Regions from separate parts of the Zea mays genome. Here region 1 is linked to region 2. Evidence: chromatin contacts called from public Hi-C data. All regions are on one chromosome and are shown on one strand. The core of a region is the stretch at or near the end of the contact, and the rest is flanking DNA. Distances in the headings are between cores, read along the strand shown.

Region 1 (4,503 bases), core at 1,185-3,684, 270 kb after region 2:
AAGCATTTTGTTGCAATGTATGTTCTAGTTGACTTATTATTGAAAACAATGTAAAATCTAGCACTTTGTTGGTTTTACCTGTTTCTACTTTGTTAGTTCATGAAGAAAAAGAACAAACACTGATTATCATAAAGTGCTGCTGATGAAAGCACTTTTGCTTGTTCTCGATTTTCAGCATGTCTGAGTGCAGGCATCTTCTGTAATCACCAAAGAATCGAAGATCAAAGACTTATTGTGCTACCATTAAAAGATCAAACATTTCAGTTATTTGCAACGAGTTACTATCCAATGATCAAAACCTCCAAATCCTTGTGAACTAAGTGTGGGAAACTTACCTCTTTACTATATTTTCTCTAGGATGTGCAATATGGCCAAAACCAAGTCTAAAATGCACATTTTGCTACACAAAGAGTTAGAACCCAAAAGCAAGTGCTAGAAACATTGTAATGGACCTATGTAACATTTCTAAGGGTGCAAACCTCACAGATTTACAATTTCATTCTAAATTGCATTTCTGGCCTCCTGTTTAGCTCAACTTAAGTCGAAATTGCACTTTCTCACAGAATTGAGTTAGAGATCAAAGTAAAGTGCTAGAAACATAATATTAGGCATATGCAACTTATTTAAACACTCAAACCTCATGTTCTTACTGTTTTACCACAAGTTGCACTTTCTAACCTCCAATTAAGCTCATATCGACTTAGTGCCTTCAATTGAACCTGTGCTTATACTCATATCAAATAGTTAGTCCAATGTGGTGTGTTAGACACTTAATCACCAAAACATGTAGAAATGACTATCTAGCACATTTCTCTTTCACATTTTTACGTTAGATGGCAGTATCTGACATGTTTTGCAATCTAGGAATGTAGACTAGGGGTTGAGTTTCATAGAAGTTAATTATTTCCAACTCTATAATTTCTGCAGCAGTATTGTAACTTTTACTCTATGGTGTAGAGAGAATGTTCTAATATTCTTTATAGTGTCTTAAGGCTATCTCCAGCATCTTACCCTTCTCCATACCTATATTTAGGAATAATTTGTTGCAGTCTATATCTGGCAGCAACAAAGGTCTCGGATGTCTTTATATGCTGGTGATGTGGTCATATTTTTGAGACCCAATCAAAAGGGTCTTTGTGTGGTACAAGACCTGTTAAGGTGTTTTGGAGGAGTCTCTGGCATGAAGATTAATTTGATTAAAAGTTCAGCCATACCAATCTAATGCTCCGATGAAGATATTGAGAGAACATCGACAATTCTTTCATGTTCCATTGGAAGCTTACCTTTTTCATATTTGGGCATTCCCCTTTCTATTCAGAAACCTTCAAAGGTTTTCACACACTATGTGTAGAAATCTAGCCGATCTATATTGAAGTTCTATGATTTTATGCGAAGGACACTTAAGTTTCTACACATAGTGCGTGACAACTTTATCGAAATAGTTACAAATTTTTATTATAAACTCTACATATGATATCATGATATGTCGACAAGTTTCATGTTTTTTTATTTTGTTTGTCTTTTATACAATTTTAAAACAACGTTCACGACCATGTTTCGTGAACATGGTTCTCAAAAATTCCGGCCTGTTTCTGAAATAGGCCGTAACTTGTGTTAAATAACATGAATATCATTTTTGCATTCACCATTTTCCATTTTTCGAGTGACTTACAGTTCAAATCTAAATCGTCCAAAGAAATTCAATTAAACAAACAAAATCAAATAGCACATATAGGTCTATATATTGTAGGAAAACACCAAAAAAGTTTTATAAAAAATAAAAAAATGCAAATATTCTTTATTAAGTGTCAAATAAAGACATTCGACAAAGTATATTGTGCCGAGTGTCAACATCTGGACATTCGGCACATTATTTTTTTTTAAAATTAAAATAATCTCTGCCAAGCGACCACGATCTGATACTCGGGAGAGTATTCTTTTCTAATTGTCTAACCCAGAATACTCAGCAAAATATATTTTAAAATTAAAAAAATCATTGTCGAAGATCGCAGGCACCCGGAGAAGATATTGTAGTATCTAGAGATGGCCAAACGGGCCGGCCCGGGCCCGGTGAAGCCCGGCCAAAACCGGGCCGGGCCTGCTGAACCAGCGGGCTTAATTTTCTGTCCAAGCCCGGCCCGCAGCGGGCTTAAACGGGCCGGGCTGGCCCGTTTAGCACGAAAAAACGGGCCGAAAAGCGGGCTAAACGGGTCGGTAAGCACGTTTTAGTGTAAGAAAACGGGTTTAACGGGCTTAGAGGTAAACGGGCCGTGCCGGGCTAGCGCGTCGTGCCTAGTTTCCTGTCCAAGCCCGCCCGCTTATTCTACCGTGCCGGGTTTGGACCGGGCCCAAAAAACGGGCTTCGTGCCGGGCTCACGGGCCTCGTGCTTTTTGGCCATCTATAGTAGTATCCAAGTCCCAGCTTATCTTTTCTGTCTCTCACCGTCGCTCTCTCTCACTTCTCTCTTCTCTCTCACCGCACTGCCGCCGCCTCTGCCTCTCACCTCCGCCGCCGCCCCAACACGCCTCACGCCGCCGCGTCCGTGCTCCGGCCTGTGCTCCGCCGCGCCCGTGCTCCGAAGGTGATAATAGAATCAGTTTAGTGTGTCTAGTGTTGTTCATTTTAGATAATGTGTGTTTAGGATCGCAAATGTGGCGGACGGAGATGCAGATCGTTACGAAGGACTTGGATTAGGTTTGGCAATGCGCTTCGGTTCTGGTTTGGCGGAATCACTGTAATCCGCAATACCAGGCCTGGTATTGAAGAACCTCAGTTTAAATCCCATTGACTTGACTAAATCGTATCCTATTTTCCCTGCCCTCGGAACACAATCAACGATAGCGGGAAACAGTGAGTTGGAGAGTGTAAAGCATCAATTTGCCCTTTATCAGTCAACGATATGGTTTTTAGCATCATTGGTGTATAATTCAAGTTACAATACACGCTCACGTCATTACTTTTGCTTCAGAAACCTGACATCACAAATGTGCTATTTTTCTTAGGCGATGCCAGGAACTGCAACCATTGATTTTCTAGGAAACTGTGCAGCATGTTTCGTTATGGAATAATAAGGAGTTCCAAAGCTTTGCTCAAAGCCTGTGGCCACCATCTCCCTGCACTCATTTACTTGTAGTGGACAAAATACACCAAACAATCTTCCCTGACGTTCCAATCTTGCACAGTTAGTATTTCTGTCGTCCGGGCACTTGTTTTGAGGATCTGGCAATTCAGTAATTTGCTGCTTCTAGTTATGAACCGAAGCATTTCTTTCTTGCTGACAGTACGGGTGCTTCAAAAGTGTTGTAAATTGCTTGGACCTGGATCATTGCCCGAATAGGGTAAAAGCTGGGAATAGAAGGTGTTGTGATAAATATGCCTTTGTTTTCCAAGCTGTGAAATGTAGTTTGACTTGATCTTGTTTAACTTCACAACCACATCACTCATTGGGATCCTTTCATCAGGTGCAGCACTTGAACAAAGCAAGGCCAAATCAATTATGGACGCTAGGCAGGTATCCAAGATGGTGAAGTTCCCAGGAGGTTTATTTGCGTCTTGGATACCAGTATTAAGCTCCTCTTGTATGCTACTGTCAACGACATTTCTGAGTTGATGTGGGAATGCTTGACTAACCCACTCCCTCAAGCTGATGTCACTGACAAACATTGAATCGGTCGGCCTTTTCCCCACGAAGACTTCAAGAAGAACGATTCCATAGCTGTAAACATCAGTGGCTCGTGATGCTTTTCCTGTTGATCCGAACTCTGTTCAATCCATGTCAGAAGAAAGCTGGTTACCTTAAATAAGTATAATAATGCATATAGCGTCATGCATTGCAAGAGGAACTAAAAAAAATACCTGGAGCCATGTATCCTACAGTTCCGGGCATGCTTGTTAATGTGATGGAGTTGTCATCTCCAACTAGCAACTTGGAAATGCCGAAGTCAGAAACATGTGCAATCATGTCCTTGTCAAGCAAGATATTGCTTGGCTTCAAATCACAATGCAGGACAGCTTCAAAATGTTGGTGATGCAGATACTCCAGTGCCATTGCAACATCCAGCATGATTGCAAACCTTTGGAGGAAACTGAGTTGCCTCCCACTATTCGAGTACAACCAATCATCCAAGCTACCATGCGGCATATACTCAAGAATTAGTGCTTTGAAGTCAAGATTGGAACAAGTGCTAATTATCTTCACCAGATTCCGATGCCGAGCCATTCGAAGTGCACTGCATTCTTTGTCAAAACTCTTGGAAGCTGATTCGTGCTGCATGTTTAGTACCTTCACTGCTATCAAAGATCCATTATCTAGCTCGCCTTTGAAGACCTTACCAAAGCTTCCTTTCCCTAGCAAGTTGTCATCAGTGAAGTTGCTGGTTGCACGAACAAGTTCATAGTATGAGATCAGCTGATAGTTCTGCAAGCCTGTGTCTGAGGGTACTAGTATCTTTCTTCGGTTGTTCACCTTCATTCTTACCAACATATACAAGGACACAGATAAA
Region 2 (4,672 bases), core at 682-3,181:
CGCGGAAGGGAGCTGAAGGAGAAGGGTCTCGCATGCGGCACGCCAAGAGACGGGCAACTGAAAGGAGGGTCTCGCATGCGGCACGCCAAGAGATAGGCAACTAAAAGGTTTTAACCCAGAGTTGAAACTCTCGCGGTTAATGAGTGCTAAAAATTAACACAACCCCGCCACGCCTCGCTCGCACACCGCCACGCCGGGCCCGGCCGGCGGCGCGCGCGCGTGGCATGGCCTTGTTCGTTTCTTGACTTCTCAAATTAAGTGGAATAATTTATACCATATAAGTCAAACCAACGACACTTGGACTTCCAATATGGTACTATTGGTATTCTCCTCCATTACACACCATAAAATTTATTAAATAAATTGGCCCAGCCTATAAAAGATCCAACAGTATAACATCGTTAGAGTGAACCAGTTAGATGCATATGTTTTGCTACAATTTCTATATATCACATATAGATCTTTTAAAATAGAATATTTGTTGAAACACATTCCAACATATCAATAGCTAAGAAATCTCATAGTATCTACTCCCTACTGTTTCTTTTAGTTGTCATATTATCATTTTTGCCAAAGTATCTAAAAGCAAGTCACTCGTATGATTGAAGGGATTTTTGGACGGCATTGCTCTTGCATGCAGCCGAGGTGGAAATTTAATCCAACGTGTATTTATGTTAAGGCTGTATGCAACGCACTCCACTCCCATCAATCACGCGTGCATGGAGAGTACCCACACGCTCTACTCCATGCAGATGCAGCATTTAAATGAAATGCCGCTTTACAGAAACTGCAAGAGCGCGCACACGAAAACGCAAAAAGCCGTGCAAAAAAACCCAGTTATGCGAGCTGCAAAAAAAAAAAGGTTACAGTCTTAGAGCAACTCCAATAGTTATGTAAATTTTAGCTCTCTAAATCACAGATTTAAGAAGTTGCTAAATGGCTATTGGAGTAAAAAAATGTGAGTTTTCCAATAGTTCTCTAAATATAGGTTGTAATTTTGTTTTGTATTTATCCACGTAAAAAATAAATCACAAAAACTATATAATGCAGTCAACATTTTTGTTTAGTGAGTTGTTAAATGGTTGCCAAATGTAGAAAGAAAATGAGGTTAGATGACAAGTTGTTAAATTTAGAAAGTTCATTTAGAGAACTGTTGGAGAATAGTTTTCATGTTAACTACCTAAATTATTGATTTAGGAAGTATTTTAGAGAATCACTGGAGTTGCTCTTACAGTGACGCGGACCGCAGACCGCGGACGCGAAGTTTCGAACCCACGCCTAAGACGAGAGAAAATTTCTAGTCAACTCAATCAATCTGACTCTGACCTCTGTCTTTGAATAAATGCACTCCTCTCTCCTCATACTTCGATGAGCCAACAAAGCTTATAGTTATATTTGACTTATGATACTAAATACATATCAACGAATTAATAATTTTTTATTATAATAATAAAGTTATTTGGATATACAAATATTAATATTATTTTCTATAAATTCACTTAAGTTTGAGATTAATCGACTCCCTTAAGTATGTAGTATGTGACGTGTATCTATATTTTGTAACGGGGGAGTACGTTGTCTAGCAGGGCGTACCCAAACCACACATACCACGGCCCAATACCAGATAGAAGCCCATGGGCCAAAGTAGCGGACGCCAAAACTACATCAGTGGTATACGCATATTCATTCCTGCCAGCCTGACTCCTCCCGTAGTCCCATCCCAGGTCCCAACTGCCAACTCCCAGGTCAGGTACCTCCTTCCCCAGGCAGCCGCGTAATCCCTCGATGGGGACGACGGACGAGACGGTCATACTTCAACTGCCGCGTCCCCGAATATTGGCTATTTTCCAACCGGCGGCGCAGCCGGTGACGCGCAGGCGGGCGGGTTCATCTGACCCTTCGTCGACTCGTGGCAGATGTGACTTTCTGAGGCCGGTGTGCCTGGACGGTTTCGTCCATGGCGTGCGCAGTGCGCACTCGCATCGCATGGTATTAATAGTCATTGCAAGCCAAGAGGAGACTAGAAAAGAGAAGGTGGAAGAACAGCAGGAGAGTCGGAGGAAGCAAGCTTGCCCATACGCTGGTACTTATGTGCTGATACTACTGCAGCCGCGCTGCGAGAGAAGAGGAGTGGGAGCACGTGGAGCCAAAGGGGCGATTCTTTGCTTGGCCTTCATTTCTCGCCTCTTCCGCATCTCGAGTTGTCGTGATTAACAAGACAGCAAGACCTCGGCGGCGGCAAACAGTCGAGCACCTGCGAGCGTCTCTGCCACCGGGTATATAGCTTTGTCTCGGTTGTTAGGTCGCCAATAATTAGTTTCCTGCTGCTCCTCTTGCTTGTTTGAACGGTTGCTTGATGTGCTTACGTCTACGCATTTTGGTTTTGATTTATTGCTCTGCTTCCATCACAGATTCTTAATTGGTTAATGCTCCTGAACATGCCTCTTGCCTCAGGAGTATCTAATGAATTCAATAATTCTGAAGGTTTTGGGTGAAATCATAAGTAATATACTTACTACATCTGACAAGAATTTAGTCATACTGCAGAACTATTTTCCATGACTTAAAGTTGCACAAGTTTGTAGACGATAATAAAGCCTTAGCTCTTGTCTGCTAGTTTCTAAGAATATAAAGGCACAATTAGCTCTTGTCTCTAGTTTATTGTAGTCCTTAATACCTCTTCGATATGAGGAAACTGAAATCCTTACAGTTGTCAGTGTACATGTCTAGTTGGTTCGACAAATCGTGTATTGAATTTCCGATTCAATAAGTAGATTTCGTAAATTTGTCCGGTTAACAATTTCAGGACTCAAGAGGCAATGCCAGCACCAGCCCCACCAATTCGTCTGGGACCTCCGACTCCCTATATATCCTCTCATGGATCCAAAGTTGCACGCCTACACATGTATGACTGGATTGTGCTAATTCTTTTAGCTGTATTGGATGGAGTTCTTAATATAATAGAACCCTTCCATCGCTTCGTCGGATCAGAAATGATGACAGACCTCAGATACCCCATGAAGGGCAATACAGTGCCATTTTGGGCTGTGCCGGTAACATACTGTTCTCTTTTGGTTTTACCCTGTCAATTTCAATGAACCTCTTAAATAAGTTTTCTTAATATCATGCTTGTTCAGATAATTGGTATCATTGGGCCTATGGTTATCATAACAGTGATATACTTTAAGAAGAGAAATGTATATGATCTGCATCATGCCATACTAGGTACATTCACTTTCTCGCCAGATTCACTATTCTACTTTATCAATATTACTTATTCTGAAATCTAACTTGTCCTGGCAGGTCTCCTATTTTCAGTACTTATTACTGCTGTTTTAACTGATGCGATAAAGGATGGTGTTGGGCGACCACGTCCTGATTTCTTCTGGCGTTGCTTCCCTGATGGAAAACCTGTAAAACTCCTAACTTTTAGTCAAACCTTGATAATAACTCACTTGAAGCCCTTGTGCAATTACATTGCATTTGAATTGTATAAGAAATCTTATGAATTTACTTGGCCTTTAGGAGTATAACAACTTTACTACAGGCGCCATATGCCATGGCCAGGCGAGTGTTATTAAAGAAGGTCATAAAAGCTTTCCAAGTGGTCATACTTCATGTAAGTGACATTATTCTTTACAAATATAGGGATTAGTCCCATGTTATTAGAGCTAACTGTTTGGGACATGTCCTATTTTATGACGTGCTAACTACCTCCTCAGCAGTTTAGTGAATATAATAATTGATGCCTCCTTTTCTAGGTTCTGATCTAAATCAGCTAATTGTATGGGACAAGGTGTTTAATATGTTTTGTATACAATATATTGTTTATCAAGTTCTCAAGAAACAAATGTATTGATGGTTTTTCCATTTCTATCTGCCCATGTGATCCTTTTAGCCCTTTATGTCAAATACTGCATTCTTCCTTCACTCTTCCATTGAGTACGGATTAAAAGTTGCAGTCAGCTTGACACAAAATATTGCTGCTGCAAGTGATAGTATGAAATTTTAATAGACATAAGTGTTACAAGTTTGTGGACAAATATAGGACCTACAACTAATAAAAATTGCTTACCTTTGTTGTGTCTGTTTATTCTCGTATTTAAATCAATTACTCATATAAATGCTTTGTAATCTTTATCTGATTGTGATAAACCTATGCCCCATTCATACTTTTTATCCTTTGGGTTGCACCTTTATGCATATTTGACATTTGTTTAGTTAAAACCTTAGCTCGAGTCATGTGTTAACATGGAAATCAATTATACTCATCGCTTCTGGCATATATGTACACGAGGTCTGCATAGTGGCACACATTATGCAGTGTACCTTGTTTGTTTTTTATATTAACAATTCTAGAAGTTGGTTATGCCAAAGGTAGGTAATTTAGCAACAGATTTAGGAATTTATTTCATATGCGAACTAGATTATTTCTCATGAAGGCATAGGTGAGTCATTTAGATGAAGATTTAGAGGGTTACTTTAGGTTATTTTTCATAATGGCAGAGGTGGATAATTTTGATATAGATTTCAGGGATTACTTAATATTTTTCAAAATGATGAGATGTATAATTATTTATAAAACAAAATAGATTTAATGTCAATTAGTGACAATGATAATTAGAGTTTATGAATTGATGGGTAGATGTTCCTTTTTTTTGAGTTTTGAGGA

Evidence for each region. Hi-C and Micro-C count contacts between places; a contact is called where the count stands out from the background.
Region 1: a Hi-C map of ear shows a contact between it and region 2, with 2.0 times the contacts expected there. The contact joins the promoter of LOC100275694 here to the promoter of LOC100502288 in region 2. A contact is called at or near these places in 8 of 25 Hi-C or Micro-C datasets (bundle sheath, ear, leaf and 1 more).

Annotation. Positions count from the first base shown.
Region 1 is chr8:156,660,826-156,665,328 of Zm-B73-REFERENCE-NAM-5.0, forward strand. LOC100275694 reads left to right here and starts at 2,435. Exons shown (of 4, transcript NM_001365092.1): 1 at 2,435-2,582; 2 at 3,004-3,182; 3 at 3,283-3,359; 4 at 3,463-4,503. LOC118473157 reads left to right here and starts at 2,441. Exons shown (of 3, transcript XM_035961868.1): 1 at 2,441-2,582.
Region 2 is chr8:156,393,656-156,398,327 of Zm-B73-REFERENCE-NAM-5.0, forward strand. It overlaps LOC100502288 (Lipid phosphate phosphatase 2), which reads left to right and starts at 1,932. Exons shown (of 8, transcript NM_001196765.1): 1 at 1,932-2,276; 2 at 2,807-3,053; 3 at 3,138-3,225; 4 at 3,304-3,413; 5 at 3,526-3,619. The coding sequence starts at 2,820.